Regions from separate parts of the Mus musculus genome. Here all the other regions are linked to region 1. A link is a contact called in public promoter capture Hi-C data. All regions are on one chromosome and are shown on one strand. Each heading gives the region's core, a stretch centred on a gene start, on an enhancer-like site or on the middle of the called end of the contact. The rest is flanking DNA. Distances are from core to core; before and after follow the strand shown. Region 1 holds the start of Cep295 (centrosomal protein 295). Region 2 holds the start of Zfp426 (zinc finger protein 426). Region 3 holds the start of Zfp26 (zinc finger protein 26).

Evidence for each region. Promoter capture Hi-C pulls out the DNA fragments that hold promoters and counts their contacts.
Region 2: a promoter capture Hi-C map of cranial neural crest shows a contact between it and region 1. The contact joins the promoter of Zfp426 here to the promoter of Cep295 in region 1. A contact is called at or near these places in 2 of 39 promoter capture datasets (cranial neural crest and frontonasal cranial neural crest) and 1 of 484 Hi-C or Micro-C datasets (cortical neurons).
Region 3: a contact with region 1 is called in a promoter capture Hi-C map of cranial neural crest. The contact joins the promoter of Zfp26 here to the promoter of Cep295 in region 1. A contact is called at or near these places in 2 of 39 promoter capture datasets (cranial neural crest and maxillary cranial neural crest).

What each region holds. Positions count from the first base shown.
Region 1 is chr9:15,355,663-15,359,801 of GRCm38.p6, reverse strand. It overlaps Cep295 (centrosomal protein 295), which reads left to right and starts at 2,014. Exons shown (of 27, transcript NM_176976.4): 1 at 2,014-2,176. The coding sequence starts at 2,059.
Region 2 is chr9:20,491,058-20,495,196 of GRCm38.p6, reverse strand. Zfp426 (zinc finger protein 426) reads left to right here and starts at 2,451. Exons shown (of 9, transcript NM_001110309.1): 1 at 2,451-2,499; 2 at 2,746-2,811. It overlaps Zfp266 (zinc finger protein 266), which reads left to right. Exons shown (of 9, transcript NM_001082485.1): 9 at 1-129.
Region 3 is chr9:20,457,970-20,462,108 of GRCm38.p6, reverse strand. It overlaps Zfp26 (zinc finger protein 26), which reads left to right and starts at 1,949. Exons shown (of 10, transcript NM_011753.3): 1 at 1,949-2,164; 2 at 2,448-2,562.

The sequences.
Region 1 (4,139 bases), core at 765-3,264:
TACCTCTTTGTGCTCTCTGGTGTATGTCACACTTGTGCTTTCAGATCAGCTTGTGTTGTCACCTGATTCTCAGATTCATATTCTAGTTTGAACTAAAAAAAGAACGTGTTCATTTTTATTGATTCCAAGAACAATTACTGCAAAATACTGTGGTTTACCCACTTTAGGTCATATGCCCATCACAATAGCAAGCGAGCTAGAGGGTTGCAATGGCCTGGTCTTGGCCATACCTCTGTGACCTGGGGTGCTGGGTCTGTATCAAACGGCAAAGTTCTTAAGAAAGAAGCCTAAGCAGATAATCTTATACTTTTAAAAAATATGCAAACTGCCTTCACATGCCTTAATCGTTGGGTCTCCATGGACCATGGGAAGAGGGCAGGCCAAGTATAACTAAGGACACCACAGTGGATTAAGCTGCCCACAGCATCTCTCATAGAGATAACTTCCTCCTAACTTGAATTGGGCTGGCCCTCGTATATAACCAATAAAATGCGGCAATTTTTTAAAAATTTTATTTTTATTGAATATTTTCTTTAAATTTCCAATGTTATCTCCTTTCCCAGTCCTCCCACCCCCGAAAACCCCTATCTCATCCTCCATCCCCCTGCTTCTATGAGAGTGTTCCCCCACAATGTATAGGCTGACACTCTCTCACCCTACTGAGCTTGCTCTGATCCCTCCTGGTTTCCTATTCAAAACAGAACATGTCTCAAGCTCAGATTTCCACTTGAGTACTTTCTGCCCAAGACGCCAGCTGGGTAGAGCTGTCCAGTCATCAGGTCAGCAAATGACAGAGGGGTGTCAGGCAACTGAACCAAAAGTGCTTGCTACACCTCTTCTTCCAGACTTGCGACCAAGTGAACATGCCTCTGCTGGGAATGGTGCATGAGTTTAATGCAGATGGATCTCCTTATGGCAAGGCCTGAGGAGTTGGGTCCCCACATGGCAAAGACCTATGGGATATTGGAACAGAATCTCCTGGCCTTTCCCCAAGGAATGCTTGGTTCGCTTTTGCCTTGCATTTGTGTGTTTGACTTTGTTATTGGAAGTATTTGCTTTTACTTTGTTTGTGACAGATGTTTCTCTAGAATCAGAAAGTTTGGACTGTGATTCATTCCTATTTGTCTCTGAGGCCATGAAAGTGGAATAGACCACTACTCCTGTGTTTGTTAATAATGATGCGGTTGGTCAACAAGAGGGCCTAGTCTGTGTACACCAGCTAACATCCAGATGTTCTCTCCTTATGGTTACTTAGTTCCAACAATTTGCCCTACAGTGCTGTTCCAAACAATAGTTACATGGGTATTAAAAGCTTAAGAAGGTCTTTCTGGATTGTTGGTTCCAAGACTTAACAGGAATATTCAGAGGTTACACCAAGCAAGGATGAGCAACTGACTCGGTTTACTAATTTGCCCTGGGCACTAGAGGAATGAGATTTCCTAAGGGGACAGGCTAGGTGTCAATAATTAAATCAGAATTTCTCGGGTATGTAGTTTATCGCCTCTCTGTACTGTATCCTCAATTGGTTATGTATCAATGTGCTGGGTTAGATATTAGCCACGTGCTCAATCTATATTTCATCTTTCTTGATACTGTTCATGGGTTAGCAGGAAACCGTGGCGACTGAGAAGGAAGTACAGTGTGCACTTGGTTGAACATAGGAAGTTCTTAAAAGAGACGTGGAAAACTAGATGTATAAATAAAGGTAGTCTGAGTTGTCTCGGTGTCAGAGTATAGTATGTGAACTGCACTTCCTGGTCCAAGTCTTCCGCCGATTCCACACATCCTCCTTCATGTTCTGAACCCGACCCAGGATTGACTGCCGGCGACAAAACACCACAGAGCAAGTGGGACAAGACCCTGACAGTTGAGAGGGATAATGGCCCGTTGCGCAAGCTGCGCGTGCGTGCGTGCGTGCGTGCACGTGGGCGGGGCTGCGCGTGCGCCGAGCTGGAGGTGGGCGGGGGCTTGGCACGGCGCGGCCTTCCGGGCGGCCCCTGCGGAGGCGGTCCTAAGCTGGTTCCCGCCGTCCGATCCCGCCATTGGCGGGCCGTTTGAATGACGGAAGTGACGAGAGCCGGGTCATGGCTGTCCCGCAGGTACCCAAACGGCTGCTGGGTAGCCGGCCGGGTGCGGGTGCCTGTGTGTCGTGAGGCCAGACCACACACGCTGTCAGGTGAGTGACGGAGGCCCGCCAGGGTTCTTCTGGCTGGCCGCGAGCAGGCTGGCGAACCTTCCGGCCCTTTAAACCGCCCCGAGGCCGGCCCTACAGAGAGCTCGGCCTTTCTGAGGCATCCGCCACCCGTAGCTCTTCTGGTACTCTTCCTACACTCAAGCTATGAAAAAAATGGCAGTCTCATTCGAGAGTGTTAGTTCACCCTGTAATCCCAGCACATGCAAGGCAGTGCTGAGGCAGGAGAAATGCCTCGTGTTCAAGACCAGCCTAGGCAATAAACCCTACAGCAGCGAATGGTTGTCGTCAGTCTTACATTAGAATGTGTTCGGCGGTTGGGTAGTAATTAAGCCACACGTACATATAGTACAGCCACGTGTGGTGGCTATTACCCCCTTACACGGAATAAAGTTAACAAGGCCCAAGGGATTTGAAACTTGGCTTCTGCCTTTTGCTAATGAATGGCTCTTGCATCCACATCTATTAATTTTTTGGTTACTGTGTGTCAGATACTGCCTAATCCTTAGAAGGAAATCTATCAAGATAAGCCCTACTGTGTCCATCATTATTGGACACTTAAAACACAGAACTTGAAGAGTCCACATGGGTAGAAATGACTAGTGAACAAGCCAGGTAACAGGATTCTACTTAATAGATGCAGGAGGAATACTTGTCTCCTATGGAGGACAACTTAAAATGTTCCTCTCTTGGAGCCTCAACCATCCTCAGGAGTATTTTCTTAAGAATTCAGTGGAGTGTATTGGAAAAGGCTTTTTTTGTTTTGTTTTGTTTTCCGAGACAGGGTTTCTCTGTGTAGCCCTGGCTGTCCTGGAACTCACTCTGTAGACCAGGCTGGCCTCAAACTCAGAAATCCACCTGCCTCTGCCTCCCGAGTGCGGAAAAGGTTTTCAATTCAAGCAATTACTACTGTTTGACATTTGTTCTTCGATGAAGTCATGACTGGGTCTGCCATGTAGTACTGTATATGGATTAGTCACTTTCTCGTTCAGTCCACGCTGAATTATTTATAAGATGCAAGACAGTTTTTTAGACAAAAGAGATGAGGTGATGAATAAGATCATACTTGTCCTGACCACAATTGTGATAAAGAATTCTCTGTGAAAAGGAATGGTTTCAAGCTGGGCATGGTGGCGCACGCCTTTAATCCCAGCACTCGGGAGGCAGAGGCAGGCGGATTTCTGAGTTTGAGGCCAGCCTAGTCTACAGAGTGAGTTCCAGGACAGCCAGGGCTATACAGAGAAACCCTGTCTCAAAAAAAGAAAAAAAAAGGGGGTGGGGGTGTAGTTTCTACCAGGTGACCCAAGCAGCTCATTGAAACAGTATTTTTAAGTTGTTATATTTGAGCATTAAGAGTTTTTAAAACTATAGCTACTATCACTCAGTTATTAAGACCCTGTCTACAAAAGACGAGTAATAATGAAAAGCTAAAGGAAAAGCTATCCCTATATGAATATAAATAGTCTCTAGTCTAGGTGAGATGCATATGTGAAGGTCATTCATAGAGGACAGCTCCTTAGCAGCATCTGAGCTCAAGCTAGCAGTAAATATCCAGTAATACATTTGCCTGCCTCATCACTGTAAAGAGACCAGGGAGATGTGCACTCATCTCAGTTAAGATCGTGGCATGCTGTGCTAGGAACAGGTTGATAGCAGAATTACTTGGAAAGAGTTTCAAATGACACCAGTTTTCACAGAGCACATTCCTCTAGATAGGAGCATGTTAAAGAAAACTCTTAAGTTCTAGAGAAGAGGAGTGGGATTGTAGTGCAGTGGAAACATGAGCATGTATGTGCAAAGCCTGGAGTTCCATCCCAGCACTGCAGAGACAGGAGGAAGGTCTAAGGGGGATATCAGCAGCACCCAGCCTTAGCAATAGAAGAGGAGACCCAGGAATCTAAGTACTTAAGCCATTATAATTATCCCATAGGGATTTTTAAAAATGGTC
Region 2 (4,139 bases), core at 1,202-3,701, 5.1 Mb before region 1:
TTCTGTATTTGTTGCATGTACCTTTTCTGTAATGTTTTCACTGAAAATTTTACCCAGTGCTTGAAATTTATGTACTCCATTTACTATTTAGTTGCTATTCTAAAACATTAAATCCAGTTTTAAAATAAAGTGTGTTAATGTTGTTTCTTTCTGAGTGGACTAGACAGTTTGCATACAGGTTGCCATCATTAATCTCCTGAGCATCACAAAGTCAGAGACCCAGAAGCAAGTGCACTACTACACTGACATTGAAGAAATTCAAAGTAGCAGAATTAATGTCATAGAGGATTTGCTAAGGAGACATTAAATCATACAAAGTAGGATTTAGCTGAAGGAGTGCTGTTCCTCAATACCCCAAAGTAGTGTGCTACTCAGGCCTATTAGAGATAAATCCATGGTGCTAGGATGTAAATGTCTGTTCACTAGGATTGAACAACCATTAGTCCAGTCCCCAAAGAACATATCTCTAACATGCAGCTCAAGGGCACAGATCACTTTCACAATGGATGTTGAGTCCTGGTGTGCCATAATGTTCTCAGTTTTTTTGTTTAAGATTTATTTATTATATGTAAGTACACTGTAGCTGTCTTCAGACACCCCAGAAGAGGGCGTCAGATCTCATTACGGATTGTTGTGAGCAACCGTGTGGTTGCTGGAATTTGAACTCAAGACCTTCGGAAGAGCAGTGTACTGGCTAGTTTTGTGTCAACTTGACACAGGCTGGAGTTATCACAGAGAAAGGAGCTTCAGTTGGGGAAATGCCTCCATGAGATCCACTTGTAAGGCATTTTCTCAATTAGTGATCAAGGGGGAAAGGCCCCTTGTGGGTGGTGCCATCTCTGGGCTGATAGTCTTGGGTTCTATAAGAAAGCAAGCTGAGCAAGCCAGTGGAAGCAAGCCAGTAAGAAACATCCCTCCATGGCCTCTGCATCAGCTCCTGCTTCCTGACCTGCTTGAGTTCCAGTCCAGTGTGGAATTGTAAGCTGAAACCCTTCCCTCCCCAACTTGCTTCTTGGTCATGATGTTTGTGCAGGAATAGAAACCCTGACACTAAGACAAGCAGTTAGTGCTCTTAACCGCTGAACCATCTCTCCAGCCCACACCCCAGTTCCTTTCTTTAAAAAAAATTTTTTTTTTTTTTTGCCAGCTGGGCAACATGACCCTGGGTCAGATCTATTTGAAAAGAACAACACTGGTGTACTTAAATAATCTTGGCAATATTTTTGTGTAAATAACCCATCTGACCAAGTGGCTAGACTTGTAGTCTCCTGTCTCTTAAATTGTTCAAAGTCTAATCAGGGGCTGGGACCTAGAGGTTTTAAGGATGAGTGTGTGTAAAATGCCTAACTCTAAGGTATATATAATTACATTTGAGGTCAACTCATATTTGGCCATGTGCTTTAGTAAAGAGCTTTTCCTTGAGCTCTAAGTGTGCAGTAAGAAAGTCTGCCTTTTCACTGAGAAGTCATACTGGCATATTGTTTCTGAAGCAACGCAAGCCCCTGGTTGAGCAAGTTCATGGCAGAGAGGGTAAATGGGTCTCTTGACAAACTGATCTTGCATCCTGTAATAGATCAGGGCCATAAATGCTTTTACTTTCGTCAGAAAGTGATTATAGCTTCATTTCTCTTTGACTCGCATTGACCAACAGATGTCAGCAGAATTCAGCCTAGTAACATTACAGTTTTCAGCCTCTCAACTGTTGCGTGGTTAAACTGGCTCTTCATTCATGTTATTAGGGACCATCAGTAACCAGGAGTGTCGAATCTGAGTGACTGGGCATTTTTCCTGTGACTTGAGATGACAAAAACCCGGATTTGAGCTTACTGTTTGCTTAGGGCATTCAATAGAACCGGGGACTTGGGAAAACAGTTGCTGGGAAAGATGCAGATACGCGGTTAAGACGAGTTCAAGACCCACCCAGTAACTACTTCAGGATTCTCAGTCAGAAACCCAGTTATTTCCATTGGGCTCCTGAGGCTGGTGGAATGGGCTTAGGTAGGGTAAATCTGTTGAAGCACCCTTTATGGTCGCAGCCTACGAAATACAATTTCAACATCTTGAGAGGTCTAGATGATTACGGAAGCGAGACTGCCTTCTGTTTCCTACTGGACTAGGGTGCACTAGAAAGCAAGGGTTCTAAGAATGCAGCGATGGCAGGCAAAAAAATTTCCTGAGCGGACGCTGGGTACCCACAAGAAACCCTGTGGTTAAAGGACTTACTGGTCCTGGCACCACCGTTGCCCGGCTCACAGCCTGGATTCTAATTCTGTCTTGTCCTGGAGACCAGCGTCGGCCTCCAGCTCCCGCGGTGAAGCCCTTACAGCCCCTCCGCCCTGACACTGCGGAGAAACTAGAAATCTGACAGGAATTCAACCGAGGTAGACTCCCGGGCCTGGCTCTGCAGCAGACCGAGCGCGAGCGGAAGTGACGTCATGCCCGCGCCCGTCTCTTCCGGCTCTTATCTGCACTGAAGAGTTGCGGAGTTGCCTGGCATTCGTGAGTTCTGCGGTACAAGGACTACCTGGAGGCGGAGGGGGAGATAGAGAACGAGAGTGCAGAGCTCTGCTCCGCTTGCCACGGCGCCTCCGGGCGCGGCCAAGCCTGAGTCCTCTCTGGCTGTCAGTCGCCAGGCTGGGGAAGTGCCCAGAGGGCGGGCCTGGCGATGGCTGCGGCTACGATGCTGCTCTTCAAAAGCCGCCCAAGCAAATTCTGTGCGAAAGGCTCTTTTATTTTTCTCCTCAGAAATGAAATTTTGCCGGAGTAGTTGGAGTGATCAGCGCCATACACCTTGCGATTTCAGCGCCTCTGGTGAGCACTCAGTGAAAGGTCGCTTTTGGAAAAAGCCGTATTCCCTTTTAAAAAAATATTAGAGACGAATGTCGGGGTGAGAACTTAATTCATATTGTTAGATTGTACTTTATTTAGTGAGTGCGTGTTTTATTTTGACCATTAGTTTCAGATACAGAGACAAATTTCTTAGTTACTTCGAATGTACGTCTTTCTTGAGAGAATATAAACATTGGTAGACCTCCAGCCCATTCATAAAAACCTAGCGGGCAAGCCTTTACTCACGGCACACAGGTGGCAAAAGGATTTCTGTGAGTTCTTGGCTAGTCTGGTGTACAAAATGAGTTCCAGGCCAACCAGTGCTACGTGGTGAAATACTGTATTTATTAAAAAACAAACAAGCAAAAACCTAACAAACAATAATAGTGAGCTTTTTTCCACCTCCAAAGTTCCTAGGCCTGTGTTTGTTTCCTCATCCCTTTATCTCTCTGTGCTAGTGGTCCATTCAGGGCCTTGTGCGTGATACACATACTTTTCTCTTCGTTCTTAGATCTGTTCATCACTAAACTGCTTGGAGCTCACAGAAGAAATGTGGAAAGCTAGATTATTAAAAATCATAGAATTAACTATTAAGAAGATTGATAAATTAGTGTTCTCTCCCCAACAATCCCCCCCCCCCCATTTCTCTTTTTAAAAAAAACTTAGACGTACTAGCATATTTGATGGTCCAGTATCTGTTATGCTGCAGTCACCTCTTGCAGCAGTCCGTGTCTACTCTTTCCCCAGCAAGATATATTGTATGGTGACTTGTTTGCTAAGATGTAAACTGAAAATAAAGGGCAACATGGTAGCACATAGCAGTGATCTCAGGAGTTGGAGCAATAGGAACATGATTTCTTTTCTTTTCTTTCTTTCTTTTTTTAGATTTATTTATTTTATATATGTGACCACACTGTCACTGTCTTCAGACACACCAGAAGAGGGCATCAGATCTCATTGTAGATGGTTGTGAGCCACCATGTGGTTGCTGGGATATGAACTCAGGACCTCTGGAAAAGCAGCCAGTGCTCTTAACCACTGAGCCATCTCTCCAGCCCCAGAACATGATTTCTATGCCAGGATAGTTACATAGTTTCAGGCCAGTCCAGTCTGCATAGTTATACCCCTATCTCCGAATAAACAATAATAGATACAACACTTGACTGTTAAATACTTGGTAATGTACCACCTAGATTAGGACATTGTCTTACTGAAAGCAAAATATTATTAGATTCAATCAAGAAAATTAAAGAATAGAGTTATTTGGGTATTCAGCTCAGTTGATAGAGTGTTTGTGTGTTATCCACAGA
Region 3 (4,139 bases), core at 700-3,199, 5.1 Mb before region 1:
TTTTCTGTGAGTTTGAAGTCAGCTTCCTTTACATAGTGAACTCCCAGGACAGCCAGAGCTACATAATAGAGAGACCCTGCCTCAAACAGCCTCCCCAACTAAGAGAGAGAGAGAGAGAGAGAGAGAGAGAGAGAGAGAGAGAGAGAGAGAGAGAGAGAGAGAACATAAAAACTAAGACTTGTAAACTTGTAAGTATGTTGCCAAGCTTAATGATCTGGGTTTGATTCTCAAGACCCACGTAGTGAAAGGAGAGAATCGATGCCTGTAAGTTATTCTCTGACCTCCATAGTGTACCAAGGCACATGTGTCCATGAACACACAAAACATAGAAATGCAATAAAAGCTAAAAAGTATTTAGCAAGGTTTCCTGCAAAATCCCTAGTAAAAAAAAGGCCAAATGCATTTGCATATTTCCAACTGAAGTAAGCTGCTGGGTGGGCCACCTCTAGACTAAGAATGGCACAGAGTTCAACTGTGACTTACAGATGTTCCATCGTGGGCATCAGTGAGCAAATCCTGCAAGGGCCCCAGGTCTTATTTCAGATACTCAGGGCTAGCATCCAAGGCTAGCTCATTGTCACAACTCACCAAGACATTCAAAACCAATCTCAGGATATCTGTCTGCCAACAATTAAAGGTGGTGACAGACAGGCTAAGTCACAGAACACACACACACACACACATGCACACACACACAGAGGAAAGGAATACTGCATGGCCACTTTCATTCCTGGAGCAAACATAATATGAAGGTATAAAGCTCTTCTAGAGGGCCAGGGCTCATGCACACACACACACAGACACACACACACACACACACACACACACACACACACCCCTTTGTTTTTGTTGTTGGTCTCCTCCTCTTTCTTCTCTTCTTCCACAGGGTATCTCTATATACCAGCCCCTGGCTGTCCTAGAATTCACTTTGTAGAGTTGGCTAGCCTCAAAATCACAGATATTCGCTGGCTTCTGCCTCCTTAGTGCTAGATCAGTAGAGGACACAAAGTTTTATAGGAAAGAGATAGTACACAATCACAAGATACTGGTGTGGGCTTCTATAGGGCATCCCATTTAAGTATATCTTCAATGCATACACACACACACACACACACACACACACATATAAAATCTTGTGACTTTCTAAGTTATATTTCTCAAAGGATATAATTTATAAGGTTTAAAGATTAAGCATAGCTTAAAATTTAAATAACATTTAAAATTAAGTACAATATATTAACTTAATTTTTACTCTTACTGTTTACTCTTAATGAATATGTTTGTAAATGAAATTGTAAGATGGTTTTGTGAAGTACATTGTTCAGATTTAGGGTTGAGAGGAATGCTAATATAGTAAAATTCAAGACTATTGACATTTTGGCCCTAAGTAAGTAGAATTTGTCGCCTTACTATTTTCATTTTGTTTTGAGATGAGTTTTCACTTTGCAGTCCTGGCTGGCTTGAAACTTATTTTGTGGATCTAGCAGTCCTCGAATCAAGAAGATTGCCTGTCTCTGCCTCTGCGTGCTGTGATTGCAGGGGTGTGCTGCCATGCACTGATATTTGCTTTTAACATCTTATTTGAGATATCTTTATGAAAACACACATTTTTTCCCTCTGTATATGCAATTTTTGGCTGTATCAGTTGTGTTCACATTTTAAATTTTTCATCAGAAAGTCTCAGGGTGTGAGGCTTTCTTTTTTCATGTCCTCTTCATTTTCCCCATCTTTCTAGCTCGTTTCACTACCAACGATTAGAATTTAGCATGGTATCCAGAGAGTAAAGACTGAAGTGGTTAAATGGAAGCTATAGGCTGGTTCACAGACCTGGCAGTGCATCTGCCCAGGAAGTACAGGAACCAAGAGGAGGTAGGGAAGGAAAGGTTTGTGAGCCTCCTGAGACCCCGTACTTCCCGGTGTGTGTTTAACTTTGCACTGGGATTGGCCAATCGAGAAGGCCGTTCTCGCTCAGAAATCTTGTTCAAACTTCAATTTCATTCTTTGACTGGGCTTTTAACCTCCGCTTCAGAATCAATCGGCATCCAATTCCGGGGAACCGAAATTTCAATTCCGGAAGGACTCGGACACGGTAAACGGAAGTGAACCGCAGCTCGCCTCCGTCTCTTCCGGTGTGGCTTCGTGCGGCCCCCTTCTCTTTTTCTCGGTAGTAGCAGGCCGGCTGGGCGGGTTCTGGTGAGGCTAGGTAAGGGGATGGGCGGTGGCGGAGGTGGGGAGTGAGGCCTGGGTGTGGCCTCCATGGCGACTCCGCTGGTTCCCAGGCCGCGAGTCTCGCCCCGTTGCTTCTCAGAGGCTAGGGCCCTGCACTTCTCAGGTCCCGGCCGGGGGCCATTTCATCGGAACGATATTTGAGCTCCCCGTGCCTTCGAATGTAGCCCTTGCTGCCTCGAACGCCTTTAAGGTAATCGTACAAAATTTTTGCCTTCCAGAAAGAAGGATTTCGGCCGTTGGAATCTGTCTTCGCGCCCCATCGCTCCAGGAACCTGGCCATCCCGCTTCATTGTGAGCAGTGGGTGGAATTTGATGGAGCAGGAAAGTCCCAGGGTGAGGAGCTTCTGTCCGTTCTCATTTCCTCCACAGTCTCTCTCACTATCAACTATTAGAATTTAGTTGCTTTCGTGGAAACCGATGCATTTCATTAGTTCTTTCTGTTTCTCTCTCTCTCTCCCTCCCTTCTTCCCTCCATCCCTCTCTTGCACTCTCCCTTTCTCCTCTCCCCTCTCTCTCTCTCCCCCAAACCTCATGCATCCATTTTGAGAAAGTGTTAAATGCTCAGGCCATGCATATTTATCTGTTTGCAGACCACAAACCATCCCTTACCCCTTCCCTTCATCCCAACAATAAAGTATTAACAAGGGAAAAATAGGGAGTTTGGCACTCAAGGGATGGCTCATGAAAAACTGAAACTTGGGACTGGAGAGATGGATTAGTGATTAAGAGACCACATGTCATTTCTAGAGGATCAGATTTTAGTTCCCAGCACCCATGTTAGTGGCGTGTAACAGCCTGTAATTCCAGCTATCTGGGAATGGGGAGACCAGAGTCTCTAGGCACTTGCAGTCATGTGCGCCCCCCCCCCCTTAAATAAATAATAGAACTCTGTTAAGGAATGGGTGAGGCTTTATTTGATATGTTATTTCTCCACTGGTGAAATGAGCCAATTCAAGCCAGATTAGAATATTAGAGCAGGTTTATTGGGACGCTGCTCTCTGGTGAGTACATTGGCCCCAAGGATAGAGGCCGGGGAAGTCATTGTGTGGAGTGGGGATTGGGGGGTGGGCAGGAGAAAAGGCATCTGTGGGCAGAGAAAGAAAGTGGGGGGGGGGGGGAGGGAAGGAGAGAGAGAGAGAAAGAGAGAAAGAAAACACAAGAAAGGGGAGACCAAAGTGTTTGGTTTATATAGGGAAGAGCCTTTGTGGGAAGGGCAGCCCAGTCCCTGGCCTGGAAAGTTCAGGGTTGGGCAGGGAATGCCAGGTAGGAACTGAGGGATTCTGGGAGAACCTGGAGGCCAGGTCTGCTTTGGTGTGTATGATATGTACCTCAGTCCCTTGTCTCCGTCTGAAGCCAAACAGTATTTTTCTAAAGTCGTATGATATTTGAACATAATGCTTTTCTCCTGGTTGGGTAGCATGTTTCAGGAAAACTTAAAATTTTTACCTTTTGTTTAATTGCAGGAAAAAATGGGTTTCATTATATGTTCATGCATGCACATTGTATATTTCGATCGTGTACTCTGTTGCCTCTTCTTATCTTCCCTTTTGTCAGATACTCCCTCATATAGGTTTATTGGGGCTGGAGAGAGATGGCTCTGCTTTTAGAGCGCTTGTTGCTCTTGCAGATGACCTGGGTTTATAAGATGGCTCACAACCCTCTGTAATTCCAGTTCCACAGGATTGGACACCCTCTTTTGGCCTCTAGGGCCATCAGCCTCTCAGGTGGGCACATATATACATGCAGGCAAAACATTAGGAAATATATTTTTAAAAAGACGTATGTATGCATGCATGCCTTTCCTTAGAGGCCAGAATGGCGTGGTCACCTGAAGCTGGACTTAGAGGTAGTTTTGAGTCACCCGTTGTTGGTGCTGGAAACTACTCTGTTTTTCTGTAAACACAGCAATC